Regions from separate parts of the Mus musculus genome. Here region 1 is linked to region 2. Evidence: chromatin contacts called from public Hi-C data. All regions are on one chromosome and are shown on one strand. The core of a region is the stretch at or near the end of the contact, and the rest is flanking DNA. Distances in the headings are between cores, read along the strand shown. Region 1 holds the start of Col25a1 (collagen, type XXV, alpha 1). Region 2 holds the start of Sec24b (Sec24 related gene family, member B (S. cerevisiae)).

What was found. Hi-C and Micro-C count contacts between places; a contact is called where the count stands out from the background.
Region 1: a Hi-C map of nephron progenitors shows a contact between it and region 2, with 4 times the contacts expected there. The contact joins the promoter of Col25a1 here to the promoter of Sec24b in region 2. A contact is called at or near these places in 4 of 484 Hi-C or Micro-C datasets (embryonic stem cells, nephron progenitors and stem cell-derived neural progenitor cells), 1 of 115 datasets of contacts at active chromatin or transcription factors (embryonic stem cells) and 1 of 9 other capture datasets (adipose tissue).

What each region holds. Positions count from the first base shown.
Region 1 is chr3:130,178,916-130,182,548 of GRCm38.p6, forward strand. Col25a1 (collagen, type XXV, alpha 1) reads left to right here and starts at 1,930. Exons shown (of 38, transcript NM_029838.4): 1 at 1,930-2,865. The coding sequence starts at 2,569.
Region 2 is chr3:130,059,641-130,062,940 of GRCm38.p6, forward strand. Sec24b (Sec24 related gene family, member B (S. cerevisiae)) reads right to left here and starts at 1,267. Exons shown (of 24, transcript NM_207209.3): 1 at 929-1,267. The coding sequence starts at 1,028.

The DNA of each region.
Region 1 (3,633 bases), core at 680-3,179, 120 kb after region 2:
TTTAAAGGTCTTTATTCTTTTTTTCTCTCTCATATTTCTAGAAAATGGTATGATGCAGAGGAACACCATGAGCAATAAGTTTGGCGAGATGGGGGATGACTGGATGTGCTGAAGGAATTTAGGGGAACAAGGAGAGGAGGGTGAGGAGAAGTCCGGACAGCTCCATATTGAGAAGGCAAATGGAACTGAGCAGAAGTTTGGAGGAACAATGCAGGCTAAGTTGTAACTGCTAGTGAGAGATGAATGTCGAATGGTGAGCTGTATCATTCTGGGGCTCCGGAGGTTTGGGTTTGGTATATGCATTCATTGCTCAACAGCTAAAAGATGGTAATTAGGAATTCCACAGAGGAGAGTATCGATGGCATAGAGCAGAGGCTCAAAGAGAGAACATTGAGAGGACTGGCAAAGAAAAAGTTTGCAACCCATGTACAACATTACCACCACCACCGCGGCCCACTAAACACCCACACTAAGCAACGGAGGTTAATTGGAATGTGGAAAGAACTAACATATTAAACTTTTTGGCTGGAGCTAGAGTTCAGGGTTAGGGAGCTTACTTACCTGGAACACACACACACACACACACACACACACACACACACACATCCTTCTTGAGTCCATTTAGTGTTTCTCATATGTCTATGTATTTAGAGATGACAGTCTGGAGTTGGTTCCGGAAGGAAACAGTCTCCTCCAGCAGCCATTGATTGTTAGTAGCTCTTATTCTAGGCACCGGGTCTCATGCAAGGTCCCCGATCCACGTTGGCATGTGAGCATAGTTGTTATTCAGGTCTTGAGGTCTTGTTTTATGCAACCACTTGTTGAGATTCATAAGTGCAGGCTTCCTGCTATGTCTATCCTAAGTCCCCCTTGGCACTGTAGTTTACACACGAGAAGCAACTGCTCCGGGTTAGGTATTTTGTTCATTGATTATAGTAGTAACTGGTTGTGGTAATCGGTTAGGGAGGGAAAGAAACGTACGTGACATTTCTTAAGATGAAAAGGCAAAAAGGAAGGTCTTTTGGAAGGAGAGTTAGGGTTGTGTTTTCTTCTCTAAAATCAATTGGATGCAAAATGCTACTTGTTATCAATTTAGAAAAAAAAAAAAAATCCCAGTAGAGACTTAGTAATTTGATCCAGAGGGAAGAGGCAAGCTGAGAGTCAAGGAAGAGGAAAAACTGACTTCATTCTTCAGCTCTTTCCTAAATCCTGAGAAATGTGTATGCCTCAAACACTCACAAAACAGCGAATCAGGAAAACACATTAGCACCCTAGTACAGAGAAAGAGCCCAGAGCTGGGGGGGGGGGGGGGGGCAGCATCAAGACAAGAGGAAACGGGGGAGGGGCGAGAAAACTTCCCCAGTCATCTGCAGCAAGGCGTGGGAAGGAAGGGAAGTGGGGAAGGTACCCTGCAGACGTCAGCCAGACACTTTGCCTCTGGGCATGTGGGAACGAACTGAGGGAGGAGGGAAAACGTCGCGCAAGGGCTAGATGGAGGAGCTCCTGTGGCTGCCTTTGAGCGAGGATCTGGAGAGCTGGAGCCTTCTGCTTCCGTTCTTTCCTTCAGGAGGCCATTTCTCCATTTTTTAACCCAAATAGGGGGCGCTGGGCTAAGCCAGTATAAGCCACTCTGCACAGCAGACCTCAATTCGGCCCCTGGCTAGGGCCGGAGAGATGGCCTTAGGGGGACGCTGAAGTTACTCGGTGGTGGGAGGGGGAAGGGTCTCCAAGCTCCTCTCCAATCACAGTGGTTGCTGTAGCTATTTGCATATATTATGCTAATAGAGACCTCGGGCTCCGCTCCCACCCGCGCTCCCGCCCCTTCGTGGGTCCAGGCGGGCTGGGCGAAGGTGAATATATTATGCTAATAAGGAGGCTCCTGCGGGAGGGGGCGGTCCGCGCTTCAGGCGCGCGCGCACTGTCTCACACAAGAGCATCCCGGGGTATTTAAGGCTCGCACACGCGGGTCTGCGGAGATACTTTTGGGGCCTCGCAGCTTACGATCGCTGCTTGGGTCACTCGGTCCTCTTTTTCTCTATTCCTCTACCACCCACGGGGGCTGCGCTCTCGCCGGGTCTCTGTATTTCCTTTTCTTTTTGGCCTTGAACTGATCCAGGTGGGAGACAGGTCGGCGGGTGGAAAAAGGTAGAGATAGGCAGGCAGACTCAACAGGTCGGAGCAGAGAGAGGGGCTCTCGGACCCTGCGCCTCCGCGCGGGGGACCCCTAAGGAGGTGTCGGATTGGGGGGGTCAAGAGAGCTGCCCTAGTGGGTTTCATTTCAGCTGTGACCCCAACAACACCCCCGGCGCCACACAGTCCCCGGCCGGAGGGTGCTTTTCACTCCTAGCTGGAAGGGGAGAAAGAATCTGGAGGACGGTCGGTCCACGCCTGCTGATCCGGACGCCGAGCCACGCGCAGGTCCATCTCTAAGCCCGGGCTCCGACTCTACCAACTAGTTGTGCAGCCGCAGGGACTGAACTTTGGAGGAACCGACCCTTCCTCTCATTCTAAGATTACTGGAGGAGATAGAAGGTGGAAGGCGTAGCGGAGGCCAGCGACCCCGCCACAATGTTGGTGAAGAAGCTTGCAGGGAAAGGAGGGGGACGAGAGTCTGGATCAGAAGATCCGCGCCCCTTGGGACAGCGTTGTGCCGGCACCATGCCCTCGTGCACGGCCCTGGCGACCCTCTTGTCAGTGGTTGCTGTGGCTTTCTGTTTTTATCTTGGGGTGAAAACCAACGACCTCCAGGCGAGGATTGCTGCTCTTGAATCTGCTAAAGGGACCCCTTCCTTCCATCCGCTGTCTGACACCGTGGATGAGCTGAAGGCAATGGTTCAGGAGAAAGTGGAGCGTCTCTTGGCTCAGGTGTGGAAGGCTGGGTATTTTGCACGTGAATACTGTTTTGCACAGGTGTGAGCCCTGTGTGCAGGGATAGTTTCGACCCTTAGCTGTCTGCATAGTTGACTTGACTGTATATGCCAAGTATGGAGTTAAGTACCTTGGGTATTGCTTAGTATCAAGTCTGTAGCAGATATCTTCCCTGGGTATTCCATAGTGCTTGCATGCTTAGACATATATGGGGGGTCTGGATAACGGGAGTGTGTGGAGGGGCATTTTATTTCTTTGTAGCTTTCTGGAGTCTCTTGGGAGCTCTCACTTCAACGGAGACCAATTTTTGTTGATATAAGATCTCATATCTCCTTCCCAGGGAAAGGTTAGGGAAACAGGTGTTATTAATATACAAAAGGTAATCACTTTCAAGTGAAACGATCCTATAGAGCTTGAGAATCATAAATTCCACCCTTCGAATCTTTTTTTCATGTTCAAACACTTTGAAAAAGTTTTATAGTTGGTTAAGGATGCAGTGCAGGTAATAATTGGAAGGTAGAGCTGTTGAAGCTGAGAGTTATCTTCAAGGTTGGTTTCAAATCAGGGCCATTTATTTATTTATTTATTTAAAATTTACTTCCAATGGAGAGGCTGTGTAGAGTTCACATTCACTTATGCACTCTTGACCAGCGTCTTTGGACCTATATCACTGCCTGGCTTTTGCACTGCCTGCCTATGCTTGGGCTAAAGGAAAGTGGGGGTGGGGGGGTGGGGTGGTAATTGAGGACTAGAGAAAGATGTTAG
Region 2 (3,300 bases), core at 17-2,516:
AGACACACTCAACTCTCTAAGGAGGGCCCCTCCCCTACTTAGGAACATTCCAGATATCCAGAGCAGGGGCCAGGCACGCTAGGGTAAGATCATTTCTCAGCAATAACTCCTGCATGCTCGGAGCCTATAACCTCTGTATGAAAGCCACAGTCGTGTTTCCCTACGCAGGCCTTGCATCAAAACAGGGCCAAGCAACTCTGGCACGTTTTCCTAGACTTGAAAGTGAAGCTGGAGATGGGGGACTCTAAAGGTGTTCGCTTAGTTGACACCTGCTACCCCGGGAACACTACACTACTACAAGCGAACTCCAAAGGCTTGAGCAGCAACCGCAGCGGCAAACCACAACAGATCCGAGGCCGAAGTGGGTCGGGGTTACAGTTACACTTCTGCAGCACATTTACATCCTTCTGCCTACAAACTTGAGTGCAAACTAAGTTCCCTTCCAGGCGGCGTGCTCGCTGGGCCTTAAAAAAAAAAAAATCAAAGCTACGTTCCTGGGGCCCGGAAGGATGCGATCCACCAGGTACCAAGGTTGCTCCCAGCCCTCCATAGACCAAGCACTCTGCGGCCCCGGCGTCCTGTGAGCTCTCGGGGCCCAAAGGGTCGCCCGGGGCAACCGGCCGGCGCCCAGGTCGGAGCAGACGGTCGTGCGGGCCGCCGACCCCTCCACTCCGGCCTCGGTCCGCGCGGGAGGGCAGGCCTGGATGGCAGGCGGCCGGCGGCCCCGCCCTGCCGGCCCTTCGGTCGCTCCCCTCGCCGCATCGCGGCCTCCAGGCTCCACCGCGGCCTCGGGGCCCCACCGCGGCCTCCCCGGTCCGGCCCTGCCCTGCCCGCCCCCAGCCACCGCGCAGGCCGCCCGCCCGCCCGCCCGCTCTCCCTCCCTTCCGCCTGCCTAGGCCCCACGCCGCGCCCCGGCCTCCCGCCTCACCGTTCTGCTGCGGCGGTGCCAGGCCGGAGACAGCTCCGCCGAGCTTGGGCGGCATCCGGGCGCCGGCGGCCGGGTGAGGGGACCCGGCGGGGGCCGACATGACGGCGCGGCTGGCGGCGGCGGCTCCTCCGCGGCGGGAGATGGGCGGAGGGAAGGAAGGCGGGGCCGCGGAGGAAGAGGAAGAGGAAGGAACGCGCCCGCGTCACAGGCCGAGTCACTCTCACCGACGACCGCGGCCCGGGCACCCACGCTCGGCCGCGCCACCACCGCACGCGTGCGGACCCCGGCCCAGCCCTCCCGCGCCAGCGCCCCCTGCAGGCCGGAGCTGCGACCACCTCCCCGCACAGGCCAGACTGCGGCTGCGGCGCCGCCGCCGAAGGGAAAGGCGCGGGCCACGGTGGCCGCCGCTACCCGGATGGAGCCTGCGCCCTGCAGTGCTGCAGAGCGGTGCAAAGCTGCGGGCTGAGGTCCCGAGTCCTGGGTCACGCCAGTCCCAGCCCACCCACGTACCCATCCTCGGAAGAGGAAGCCTGGCTTTGGATTTGTTATTTATTCTTGTACAACGCCACCCCCCCCCACTCCAACTTAATTCCAAATTAACAGCGCAATCAAGCTAAATGTTGATTGAAAATGTGTAATTCCCAAGCAGAGAGAAAACATTTCTCTATGACAGATTCCCCATAACAGTGGCAGTAAAGCCAGAACTTTGACCAGTGGCTTTAAACGCTAGGAGAAAGATGAATGCCTAATACTAGGAGAGCTTGAAGACGAACTTTATATTCCCCCCACCCACCAAGGGTTGGCTCCGCCCGCCCGTTGGTGTTTAGGAGAGCTGTGGCATCCAGAAGACAGGTCAGCTTGCTTTGACTACCTTAGTGAAGTCTTAGAAGCAATCTCCCTGGTCCGTTCAGCATGCTGACTGGCAAGTAAAGACTACTTTATCCAAGTCATTTGGGCATCTTGGTCCCAACTAGGTCACGGTCACACAGTGGTGGGTGTGCAACTGCTCAAAAACGTTCGGATTCAGAATGTGATCTAGTAAGATGGCATTTCCGGAGCGCTGGAATCCTATTTACTGGAAGGTTATGCCAACCTCAAAGGTTCGTAGTTCTAGAACACAAAGCCTTCCTTAAATAGTTGCCGTGAGTTAATGACGGATGCCCTATCGAACCGCACTAAAAATAAACTTTGGAGTTCTGAGATTTCCAGCCACATTATGCTCTGTATTCATGTGTATTGTGGCTTTGTTCGCAGCAGCTCAGCCTCCCTGAGCTAGAGATCACACCCCCACTTCATCAAGGAGGTCACAGTTCAAGCCCTTGCCAGGAGTCCTTTGAATTTACTAAAATTAAGGGTGACACCATGTGAGTAAGGGAAGAATAGGCGATTGGCTTTCTGCCTCTGCAATGTGTTCTTGATGTTAGCTGATTTCAATCAGGTGTATGGATATGTTATTTCTTCAGGGAAGATTCCTCACACAGACTGAGATATTACACTTCCATAGATCTCCATAATGTAATGGCTCCAAAATTATTTACTTCCGTTGGTCGGTTGTGTTGGGCCTAAAGGAAACTTCCGTACCCCAAATTCCAAATGGCAATCCAAACATCAGCCTGGACTATAGGAGGGTTTCTGGCAGTTAGATAAAAGGCAGCCTTCCTAACAAACCTGGGAAACTGTTCCCCACTGTGATGGTTTGAGTAGGTATGGCCCCGAAGACTCAAGTGTTTGAGTGCTTAGCCCATCGAGATTGGCACTATCAGGAGATGTGGCCTTGATGGAAGAATTATCTCACTGTGTTTTGAGGTTTTGAGGTCTCATATGCTGAAGCTACACAAGTATGGTGCAGTCTCCTGCTGCTGCCTGCAGATCAAGATGTAGAATCTCCGCTCCTCCAGCACCATAATCTGCTTGCAGGCTGCTATCCTTCCCACCCTGATGATAATGGACTAAACCTCAGAAACTGGAAGCCAGCCCCAAATTAAATATTTCTCTTTATAAGAGTTGCTGTGGTCATGGTGTCTCTTCACAGAAATGAAACCCTAAGACACCCTCCATCAAAAGGAGTTGTTTCTCATACCTCTAGCAGGAGCGACTATATATATATAACTACCTGTGGTGTCCATTAGCATATCAAAATCCATGCTGCCCTCCATCGTTCCTCTGTACCACGAATACCTGTTATACATCTCAAAGTCCATCCTAGCCCGTCTCACCTCATCCCCACCCTAAATTCCTTTCAGCTCACAGGCTCCTCTCCCCTCAGCTACTCAGTCTCCTTAGAGCCCTGCTATTTTTGCTATATCTTCTCTCTTCTGTGCTCTCCCTCTCTCCTTTGGCTCCTGATTCTCGTCATGTATTCTCTTTTCTCT